Linked DNA regions of Sus scrofa: region 2 is linked to region 1. Evidence: chromatin contacts called from public Hi-C data. All regions are on one chromosome and are shown on one strand. Each heading gives the region's core, a stretch centred on a gene start, on an enhancer-like site or on the middle of the called end of the contact. The rest is flanking DNA. Distances are from core to core; before and after follow the strand shown.

Region 1 (6,175 bases), core at 2,375-4,874:
GGGCTTACCGCTCTTCCTCATTTTGGACTGGCCTATGCATTTGGTTCCTGTTCCCATTGAGACAACTTCTTTTGTCACTGAGGGGGAAAAAAACAAATCATCAAGTGAGCTCTCGGAATCTGAATGGTCGGCAGGTTTAGCAAGACCTCACCTTCCTCCTGAGGGTTCTCGGGTCAGTTGGCTAACCCACCTGAGGACGGGAGTTCCAGCAGGGCCATCTCTGGCCACCAGAGGTACCACGCCACCTGGCGGGGAGCAGCGGAACCATCACCGAGGTTTACATCCAGCCACCAAAGGGCCTACCACCCCTGACAGGGAAAGGGAGCGTTGCCGGGAGAAAAGGTCTCACCTTGCACGGGTCTGTCAGGGCAGTCGCAGACCTGGTCAGCTGCAGGTTGTATCTTCACCACGGCTGCGAGCAGCGTCCACTCGCGGTTGGGCTCAGGCTTCCCTTGCTTGGGCAGCCTGCTCCCATAGTGCTCGTAACACAGCCGTGCAATCTCATCCGCCGTCCACATGGTGTGAGCTAGTGTTGAGGCCCTGAGCAAAACCCAGAACCGTCAGGACAGAAAGAAGCAATGCAAGATGCTACAGTCCCCACACCAGTGCTTCAACAGGCATGCAGATGTAGCCCATCCACCATCATACTGAGGCTTCTCTTAGGAACTCAGTATACTGTTTTCTATTACCTCTCTGCCCCTTTTTCATCTTTAACGAAAAGATCGAAGAAACTACTCAAAAGGAAAGCATAGGAGGGAGAAGGCTCCTTGCTACTCCAATTTTCATTTGGAAACAGCATGGAAAAGGCTGCAGACCTCAACTTGCTTTGGATGGAACCTCACCAAAGTTTATCTTTCTGGGGAGAAAGAGCTTTTCCATCTTTTTTTTTTTTTTTTTCCAGAAAGTTTTTTTCTCTCCTTTCCCCCACAGCAGGTTGGTTCTTTAGCTCTCTCCAGTAACTCTCTACTGGTGCCCCCATCAGGAAAGCAACACTTTAATTTCTCTTACCTATTATGACATAAAGGGGAGAAGTGACAGAGCCTAGAGGCTTCTCACCAGTCAAGTGTTCTCAGAGTGAGGACTTTGGAACGACCCTTTCTGGATTCTAACCCTGTTTTTTTTTTCTACAAATTAACTGTGCAATATTGGGTAGATTACTTAACCTCCTCTGGGTCTGTTTCCTCATGTGCTAAAATAGAGACAGGAGTTTTTGCTGTGGCAGAGAGTAAGAACCTGATTGCAGCAGCTCGGGCTGATGTGGAGGTGCGAGTTTGATCCCCAGTCTGGCACAGTGGGTTAAAGGATCTGGAATTGCTGCAAATGTGCAGGTCAAAGCTTTGACTTGGATTCAATTCTTGGCCTGGGAACTTCCATATGAACAGGTGTGGACATTAAAAAAAAAGAAACAGAGGCAGTAGTATTTAACCCACTGGAGTTATCAAGGGGCTTAAAATTTATAAAAAGCAATTGGTCACAAAATTGTAAATCAACTATACTTTAATAAAAATTTTTAAAAAAGCAATTACAGAGTTCCCATTGTGGCTCAGTGGTAGGGAACCCAACTAGTATCCATGAGGACAAGGGTTCGATCCGGGCCCTGCTCAGTAGTTTAAGGATCGGGCGTTGCCGTGAGCTGTGGTGTAGGTCACAGATGTGTCTCAGATCTGGTGTTGCTGTGGCTGTGGTGTAGGCTGGCAGCTGCAGTTCCGATTTGACCCCTAGCTTGGGAAATTCCATATGCCTTGGCTGTGGCCCTAAGAATACAAACAAACAACAAACAAAAAGAGCAACTGGTACAATGTTGAGCATAATTAATAGCAACTGAGATTTTATTTTTATTTTTGGCTACACCCACAGCATGTAAAGTTCCTGGGCCAGGGGTGGAAGCCGTGCCACAGCAGCGACCCAAGCTGCTGCAATGACAACACCAGATCCTTAACCCCCTCTGCCACAAGGGAACTCTTCAACTGAGATTAATCTTACAAAAAAGAACATTTGATTTTCCTGACTGCTTTGCCTTGAGCTCCTTGAAAGGCAGGGAAAAAGTAATGGACACATAAAACCAGAAAGCAGAGCTGACCTAAAAGAGGTCTAGAATAGTTCGATAGAAACTTTCCCACTCTTGACTCTACTGATGCTCATTCAATGACTTCATTTGGATTCAAATATATGAAAAGATTCTTAGGAGAAAATGAGATCAGATGGCAATGGACAAAGTTAAGTGTTTAAAAAAAAAAAAAAGGCTCTGTTGAGCCATAGTGTATATAGCAGACAAATGATTTATCTACAAGGAGCCCCTTGCTCCTATCCTGTTAAACTAATTAAACAAGGAGGCCATCAGACTGAAGAGACTCTAATGCTGTGGTGGTCTATCTAAGCAAACCAAGATCTAAACAATTTCTTTTCTTGCTTCTGCACTTATGCTACATCAGTTTCTACCTTGGCTCCTGTCTGCAGAGGGCTCCTAACTACTTCCACTTAGCTTGTGCCTGATTGGAAAGGATTTTTGCTCAAATAAACTCATAAAAGTTCTAAAATGCCTCAGTTTATAATTTACCAGTTCGGATGTGCAGGCCTGTTATTTCAATAAATGGTCATGGTAAATCAGACCACAGTGATTTAAAACAAGAATCCGGAAGGCACTGACATAAATTACGACTTTAAAGTCAGAGAACCAGCCTAAGTCTTGTATCTCTCTGAGCAAAAGAAAAGCATGGGCGAGCCCAGAATCCTCCATTTAGAAGGGATTTCTCTCTCATTTCAGGGGCAGAGGGGACATACAAGGCAGTATACTTTATGAAGGCAGATACTCTGGCACCAAACTGAAATTAAACCAGAGGCACGCATCACAAATCATAACAGCCAAAGACAACTTGCTAGAAGAAACGCTGACTCCCTACGATACAGCGGCTCAAAACTGTATCACCACCTTATTCAGAGTTGAGTCTGGAGGAGCGTGCCCAGTAGCGGAAATGAATAAATGTTTTGCTGTACTGCGTCCACTATTCTCTCCTAGAACTTGAATAATTTCTTCATATGAAACAACAGTTTAGTTAGACATGCACTTCTTTGCCCACAAGGCGGCATGTTTTAACAGCGGCAAAAAGTTTAAAAACCCACTTCCTTTTGAAAGAAAATTCAAGTCCGGAAGGCTGTCTGGGGAAAAGGCTTTAGCGAGGTTGGAAGGGACGCCTATTTTCCTTAGCCTCCCCTCCTCAACACCCTCCAGAGGCCCATTCGGCCAGGTATGGGTAACTCCAGGCCCGCGCAGCAGGGACAACGTGCACGCCTGCCCGCTGGAGTTATGCGGTATGCAACCCCCGGGTCACGCGCCCCGCGCTCGTCCGCAGCAGTCGCTGTCGGCGCAGGGATGTCAGCATGAAAGGAGCCGCATTTTCCCACCAGACACGCCGCTGGGTGCGGGGGAAGGTCCGCAACATCCACTTCCCACACAAAAAGGGGTCGAGAAAGTCAGACCTACAGCATCTTCCCCGGGAGCCCCAGGGCCCTCCCTATCCTGTGCGCCCTCGGCCCCACGACCGCAACCGCTCACGGACACCGCCCTCCCACCTCCTCGACACGCGCTCTCGAAGGGAGGAAGAAGACCGCGCGGCGCAGCGGACGTGACGTCACAATGAGGTGGCCCTCCCAAGCCTGTTCCCTGGAGGCACGCAGTGCACGCTGGCCCTTGTAGTCCTCCAGGGGCCGGAGCCAGGGGGCTGCAGGGTGGATCCTTAGAGTCCGTCGATTTGCGTTGCTCTGCGTAGATACAGATGTAATGGGCTCAGGGAGGCTGATTCCCCGGTAAGATAGATTCGTACGGTAGAATGAGGTTGTATGTTGGAACACTAGTTTGAATTTTTGTCTAAAACAGGTCTGTCCAGTAGAAATATAATTCGAGCCAGATATGTAATTTAAAATGTTCTAGGCGCTATATTTTAAAAAGTCAAAAGAAAAGGTGAAATTAATTTTAACCATATATTTTAACCCAGGTTATCCAACATATTTCAACGAGTAATCAATATTTAATAAAAATGTTCACTTATTTTACATTTTTTTACACTAACTTAAGAAAACTGGTGTGTATTTTATATCTCAGTTCTGACCAGCCACATTTCAAATGCTCAATAGCTACGTATGGCCGTTGGGTACTGTAGTGGACAGTGCTAGTCTAAAACCTTCGGTTTGCCAAAAATAGGTAGTATAGCTGTTTGGACATTTCAGAAGTCTGTATCATTCAGCAGTTTTTTTTGTTGTTGTTGTTTTTGTTTTTAACTCAGTTCCTAATGATGAGAGAGTTCTCTCAAATGCTAGAGGAGTGCAACTTAATTGACCCCATCCTTCTCCCTAGATCACAGGAAAAGGGCCACAGGCTTCCTCCAAGGATAAGGACCTTGCTCTTCCTCTCTCTCCTACAAGTCTAGAACTTGGGACCATACTTGTTTTTGTTCACCCCCATACAGCAGTTAGCAAATTGTGAGCCTTCAGCTGTTTAAGGGGGTATTTGTCATTTTTCTTGCCAAATGCCACAGATGTCTACAGCTGCTTCATTTCTTCTCTATCTCTGGCATTCTTGAGGCCAGACAGCTGGCTCTGCTCTAGTCTACTACTAAACAGCTTTTTTTTTTTTTTGTCTTTTTAGGATTGCACCCTTGGCATATGGAAATTTCCCAGTCTAGGGGTCAAATTGGAGCTGTAGCCACCGGCCTACGCCAAAGCCACGGCAACACAGGATCTGAGCCACTCGGTGAACTACACCACGGCTCATGGCAATGCCAGATCCTTAACCACTGAGCGAGGCCAGGGATGGAACCCACGTCCTCATGGATACTAGTTGCACTCTTTAACTGATGAGCCACGACGGGAACTCCCTAAACAGCTCCTCATTAATCCTTGTTGCCTTTCCAGTGGTCCACATTGATGGTACAGTGTTGCCAGAAGTCCAGTCCCTTATCTTGACCCCACACCCCTCCTTTGGTGAGATGATTGTTTTTTTTTTTTAGTTAACAGCACCTCGCTGAAGGATGTGCCATAGAAGTGTTTCTTCTGAGATACCACCTCGTCATGTAACCACCACTACCAAGTGCTTCTGGAGTCTGTGCTTTAACACCAGCAAAGATTGAGATGCTCAGCATGCTCTGAAGTTGTTCCCTGTTAGTAGTTTGGTGTGCTTAGATCATTTTACCAACCGCAGAAGTAGACACCTGCTCTGTGAAAGTACACAAAGATGCTCCCAGAGGTTTTGCTGAGATGCCAAAGACAAGTCTTTTGTTGTCAGACTCATTGGGGAAGAGTTACCCCAGCTGCCTCCCTGTGTTACGGGCTCTGTTTTACCAGCAGGCCCTAGTCACATGCTTAGGGCAGCTGAACTGAGCAGAAAGTGAAAACCTTCCCCACTCTTCCCCACCCACTGTCTAACAGGCATATCACAAAACCATTCACTTTTCTCAAACCTGCACTGTTTTTCCATTTCAAGTCAGTGACGACTCTACTTTCTAGTTGGTCAGGCCCCAAACCGTGAAATCATTTTGATTCCTTTTCCTAAAACCCACATTCCAGCAGCATTCTGCTGACCTCAAGAAGACAAAGTCCACCGATGCATAAGCATCTCCATCACTTACCGCTACCTCCCAAGGCTAATCCATCATCTCACCTCAGCCCACAGCTGCATGTCTCCCTTTGTCTTGCCTTCCACATGCTAACTAGGACAGTAGTGCTCAAAACCCTCCGATGGCTTCGCCTCTCACCCCTAAATCTGGCACCTCACTGATCTTATTCCTCTTTGGCCATACCAGACCCCTTTGCTGTTCCCCAAAAGTGCAGCCCTTTAGTCTGGATCATGCTGTGCCACTTAGATCTTTCCGGTCTCCGCTAGAAGAGGTCTTCCGTGATCGCGTAAGGAGCACTGCCCCCATCCACCTCTTTATAAAATAGCGCCTGTCCCCTCTCCCTGCCTTATTTTTCTTCTTAGTATGCATCACTACCAGAAATAAGGATTTACTTGTTTCTTGTTTAGTAGCTTTTCACACCCAGCCCCTACCCCTAAAGAAAATATAAATTCCATGAAAGCAGGAACTTGGCTTTTGTTCCCTGCTGTGCCTCCCAGCTCCTTAGAATAATGGCTGGACATTATATAAATCTGGTGAATGAATAAAGTGCTATAATCCTAAACCTT
Region 2 (5,601 bases), core at 2,267-4,766, 850 kb before region 1:
TTTTTCTGGTCTTTTTTGCCTATTCTAGGGCCACTTCCCGCGGCACATGGAGGTTCCCAGGCTAGGGGTCTAATCAGAACTATAGCCACCAGCCTACACCACAGCCACAGCCATGCCAGATTCAATCCGCATCTGCAACCTACACCACAGCTCACGGCAACGCCGGATCCTTAACCCACTGAGCGAGGCCAGGGATCGAAGCCGCAATCTCGTGGTTCCTAGTTGGATTCGTTAACCACTGCACCATGATGGGAACTCCCCAAAGTACTTTTAAACAAAGTTAATCTCAACAGTTCAATGAAATAGATAGGATTAGTTATTGCTAGTGTGGAGAAGGTAATTGCCCTGGAACCCAAATCGGGCTTAAAAGCATGACTAAGAAACTAGCAGAAGTGAAGCCAAATAAGCCAGTCACTTATGCTTGGTACATTTTTGTTTTTCTTGCCTTGGAGTTATACTGATCTGGCAAGAGAAGCAACAGGTGTTAGGGCATACCTAAAAAGACTTAATGGGTCTCAGGCTCCCCAGCTATTCCCAGTTGCTAAGCAGATGTCTTCAAGGATATTTCTTGGGACTCTGGAAGGCAATGAACTTCATACTTTCGTCTGGTCCACCAGAGACAGAAGCAGATAGGAAAGTGTTGCTCAAGGAAGCTTGAAGATTTCAGCTTCAGAGCGCCAAGCTCTACTTATGTGCATTACCAGCCTCATAAAAAAAAAAAAAAAAGCCATATCTCAACAATAACCAATCAAAAGAATGGGAAAAATAGCCCCTTCATCAAAGCACCAATTTAAAAACAATACATTTTACAAGAAAAGTGGTGGAGTGGTATGAAGCAAACCACACAAAACGAAGCCTGAAGAAATGGAGAGAACTCTTTATTTTTCTGGCTGGGAATTTAAATTGACAAAGCTGGCAATCCTTCCCAAATATAAGTGCAGTTTAATGCAGTTTTAATAAAACTCTCAATGGGCAATTTGGTATCAAAACTAAAGGATCCTAAAGTTCATCTGAAAGAGGAAATTTGTAGTGATAACCAGGATTTTTGTAATAAAAAGGGGACTTACCTGTAAGATATTAAAATTTTAATAACTTGGAGTTCCTGTCGTGGCGCAGCAGAAACGAATCCGACTAGGAACCATGAGGCTGCAGGTTCTCGCTCAGTGGGTTAAGGATCCAGCCTTGGCGTGAGCTGTGGTATAGGTTGCAGGTGCGGCTCGGATATGGCGTTGCTGTGGCTCTGGTGTAGGCCTGCAGCTGTAGCTCCGATGTGACCTCTAGCCTGGGAATCTCCAAACGCCGTGGGTGCGGCCCTAAAAAAAAGCAAAAAAATAAAAGAAAATTTTAATAACTACAATTGTTTAGGGCTTATTGAATATATGATAAAGATACCAAGAGGATGAAAGGGAATATAAATACATATATACTTAATGTGAATTTCTAAGAACTTGTGCTTTAGAAAAGCTCAAATGTATACAGATAGAGCAATACTAAGATGCTCATTGAGGTGCTATTTATACTATGTAAAACTGCTAACAACTGTATTAAGAATATGTTCATATATTACTTGCAGAAAAAAACGAGGGGTAAAAATTACTAATTTTATTTTTTGGCTGTGCCCCCCCCCCACCCCGTGAAATTTCCCAGGCCAGGGATTGAACCCATGCCACAGCAGAGACAACGCCAGATCCTTAACCCATTAGGTCATCAGGAAACTCCAAAGTTACTGATTTTAAAAGTGAAAAATCTTAAAATGGTAGTAACAGTATAAATTCAGAAAGAACTCTAATTTCCTCCTCCTCTCCACAAAAATGGCATCAAGCACTTTTCTGATGACATTTTATACCAGGTTTCTCTCTTTGTGCCTAAAATAGGCACCGGAAAAGTTCATGAATCAGCAATCCGGACCCTCTCTCTTGGCCGTTTCTCCACCTTCAGCCTGGCGTGGAGCGCCGAGGGCGGCTTGGACAATTCTAAGCCGGGTTCCCCAGACCCGTCCACCACGACAGCGCCCGGATGCCAGCTCTCCGCCGCGTCTTTTGTAGAAAGTCATTAGAGACCCAAGTGGGCGGCTTCACCCTCAGAGCGGAGGAGAGAAACCAACTCTGTCCCGAGTTCCAGGAAATGGGACTGGGAGTCACCCCCGCCTCCCGCCCCGCTTCTCCCGGCTCTGCCCGGGAATCCGGCTGCGCCCCTCTGCCCCGCCGCCTCCGGGGACCGCGCGCGTCCCGGGAAGCCCCCCGGACTCACCTTCGTCCTTCCCGAGGGCGTCCCGTGCACGGTTTCCGGGAAGACGCCTCGGCTTCTCAGACGACTGCCTTCCTTCTGGGGGAAGAAGTCTTCGAACCCGAAGCCCCTGGAAAGGGCCGCGTCCCAGCGCCCCCTGCCCTCGGCTGTGGCTGTGGGTGCCGCGCGCCCCGCGCTCCCTCTGGCTGCGTTAGGCTGCTCGGGACGCCGCCGGGGAACTGGCAGGCCTTTCCTTTCCGGGGAAGCCGGGGTTCTGGACTGAGCCCCGCCTCTGCGGGCGGGCCCCCAATCCGCTGGTTCGGCCGCCGCTTCGCGGTCTGGAGCCCGCCCGAGGGCTGGGAAGTCCGACACGCCGCCGCCTCTGCGCTTTCACAAGGCGCTTGCAGCCAACGGGCTCAGGGGGCCTTGGCTCCCTCAAAGCCCTTTCCCGGTGGTTCCTCCTGGTATCCTCCTCCTGCCCTTTTCACACTCCCCTCCTTCCCCAATTCCGTCAGGAACTGTTTACAGCACCCTCCTGGTGCCCGGGCGCTCTCCTTAGGGCTGGGGATTCAGAAAAGAACAAGAGCTCAGGAAAGGATTTTCATCAGGACAAAGTATGGGAAAGATTAGATGAGCAAAGCACTGAGAGCTGGAGAGAAGTTTCTTGTGTCTGCTTCGCTGTATGAAAATATTGGGGGTGGAGGAAGGGAGTGAAGGAAGAGATACACTTAAATGACCTTCCTTCTCGGAGGTCATGGCAGAGATTTGTGTTTTGATGTGTCATGTTTTACAGCCGGTAGCTGTGTCCCCAGCTAGAAAGTACAGAAGGAAGGTCATTCATTTACTCATCAGTCTGCTTCCGCTACAGGATAGAATTGGATTGTATGAGAAGACTTTTTGGATGAAGACCTGGTGGAGGATGTCTGGGGCTGTTGATGTGTTTATTCGAGTTCCCCTGCTCTCGGCCTCCATCTGTTGCATCATCCGTTTTCCTCTTATCTTAGGTCAGGTTCTCTAGAAGCAGAGTCTGAGAAAGAGAATCAGGCGCATGTGATTCACTGAAGGAAGGCTTTCAGGATAGAGTAAGGTAGGGCTGGGGTTGGGGTGGAGGAAGCTCAACAAGGATATGGCATCAGCGGAGACTAGCTTCGGCCAGATTCTGTGGGCAGCTGGAGAGCATGAAGCTCTGGAGCAAGAGGCAGCTTCTGTTTTGCTCTGGATAGATCACCAGTTAGGTGACAAAGAGTCTTAAAAAAAAAATTTTTTTTTTAGGGGCGCACTCTCGGCGTATGGAGATTCCTGGGCTAGGGGTCTAACCGGAGCCACAGCAACGCCAGAGCCGATCCGTGTCTGTGACCTACACCACAGCTCACGGCAATGCCGGATCCTTAACTCACTGAGCGAGGCCAGGGATCGAACCTGCAACCTCATGGTTTCTAGTCAGATTGGTTTCCACTGCGCCATGATGAGAACTCCTTTTTCTTTTTTTTTCTTCTTCTGTCTTTTGTCTTTTTAGGGCCGCAGCTGCGGCATATGGAGGTTCCCAAGCTAGGGGTCTAACAGAGCTACAGCTGCTGGCCTACACCACAGCCGCAGCAACACCAGATCTGAGCTGAGTCTGCAACCTACACCACAGCTCACGGCAATGATGGATCCTTACCCCACTGAGCAGTGCCAGGGATCGAACCCGAGTCCTCATGGATACTAGTAGGGTTTGTTAACCACTGAGCCACGACAGGAACTCCCTAAGAGGGACTTTCATAGCAATAAATACCTATATAAAAAAGAAGAAAGACCTCAAACTACCAAACTTCACATGTTGAGGAACTAGAAAAAGAACTAAGCCAAAAATTAGCAGAAGGAAGGAAATGACAAATATAAAAGCAAAAATAAATGAAATAGAAAATCCAAAAACATAGAAAGGAGTTCCCGTCGTGGCACAGTGGTTAACGAATCCGACTAGGAACCATGAGGTTGTGGGTTCCATTCCTGGCCTTGCTCAGTGGGTTGAGGACACGGCGTTGCCGTGAGCTGTGGTGTAGTTTGCAGACGCGGCTCGGATCCCGCATTGCTGTGGCTCTGGCGTAGGCCGACGGCTACAGCTCTGACTGGACCCCTAGCCTGGGAATCTCCATATGCTGTGGGAGCAGCTCTAGAAAAGGCAAAAAGACAAAAAAAGATAAGCAAACAAATTCTTAGCTAGACTAAGAAAAAAAGGGAGAATATTCAAACGAATGGAATCATAAGTAAAAGACACTACAATTGATGTCACAGAAATAGAAAGGATCAAAAGAGACTGTGATGAACAATTACAAGCCAACAAAATAGAAGAAATTAGATAAATTCCTAGAAACATACAGCCTACCAGGACTAAATCATGAAAAAATAACAAGTTGGTACAGACTTGTAATGGAGATTGAATCAGAAATCAAAAACCTCCCAAAAAAAGAAAAGCCAAGAGCCAGATGGCTTCACTAATCAAATATTTAAAAATAAATTAGGAGTTCCCGTCGTGGCGCAGTGGTTAACGAATCCGACAGGAACCATGAGGTTGTGGGTTCGGTCCCTGCCCTTGCTCAGTGGGTTAACGATCCGGCGTTGCCGTGAGCTGTGGTGTAGCTTGCAGACGCGGCTCGGATCCCCCGTTGCTGTGGCTCTGGCGTAGGCTGGCGGCTACAGCTCCGATTGGACCCCTAGCCTGGGAACCTCCATATGCCGTGGGAGCGGCCCAAGAAATAGCAAAAAGACAAAATAAATAAATAAAATAAATAAAATAAATAAATTAACACTAATCCTTCTCAAACTCTTGCAAAAAACTGAATAGGAAAGAATGATTTGAAGCTCATTTTACAAGTTCAACATTATCCTGATAGCAAAGCAAGACGAAGAGACCAAAAGAAAGAAAGCACAGGCCAATCTTCCTGATGAACACAGATACAACAATCCTCAACAAACTACCAGCAAACCTCATCCAACAACACAGGAAAAGGATCATACACTCTGACCAGGTGGGATTTATTCCTGGGATGCAAGAACACTTCAACATATGAAAATCAATTAATGCGATGCACCACGTTAACACAAAAAGGATAAAAACATATGATCATCTCAGTGGGTGCAGAAAAAGCATGTCACAATATCCAACGCTCTTTAGTGATAAAAACTGTCAACAAATTAGGAATAGAAAGAAATTATCTCAACATAATTAAGGCCAGTTATGACAAGCCCACAGCTAACATCATAGTTAATGGTGAAAAAGAGAACACTCTCCTGCAAGACCAGGAACAATGTAAGGATGTCCACTTCTTTTTGTTTGTTTGTTTGTCTTTTTCCTTTTCTGGGGCTGCACCCACGGCATACGGAGGTTCCCAGGCT

The links. A called contact is a pair of places that touch in the nucleus more often than the background predicts.
Region 2: a contact with region 1 is called in a Hi-C map of retroperitoneal adipose tissue, with 1.6 times the contacts expected there. The contact joins the promoter of MLKL here to the promoter of ADAT1 in region 1. A contact is called at or near these places in 1 of 47 Hi-C or Micro-C datasets (retroperitoneal adipose tissue) and 1 of 2 datasets of contacts at active chromatin or transcription factors (alveolar macrophages).

The regions. Positions count from the first base shown.
Region 1 is chr6:12,073,812-12,079,986 of Sscrofa11.1, reverse strand. It overlaps ADAT1 (tRNA-specific adenosine deaminase 1), which reads right to left and starts at 3,624. Exons shown (of 10, transcript XM_021093768.1): 1 at 3,571-3,624; 2 at 350-540; 3 at 9-77. The coding sequence starts at 518.
Region 2 is chr6:12,921,761-12,927,361 of Sscrofa11.1, reverse strand. It overlaps MLKL (mixed lineage kinase domain-like protein), which reads right to left and starts at 3,516. Exons shown (of 11, transcript XR_002344504.1): 1 at 2,251-3,516.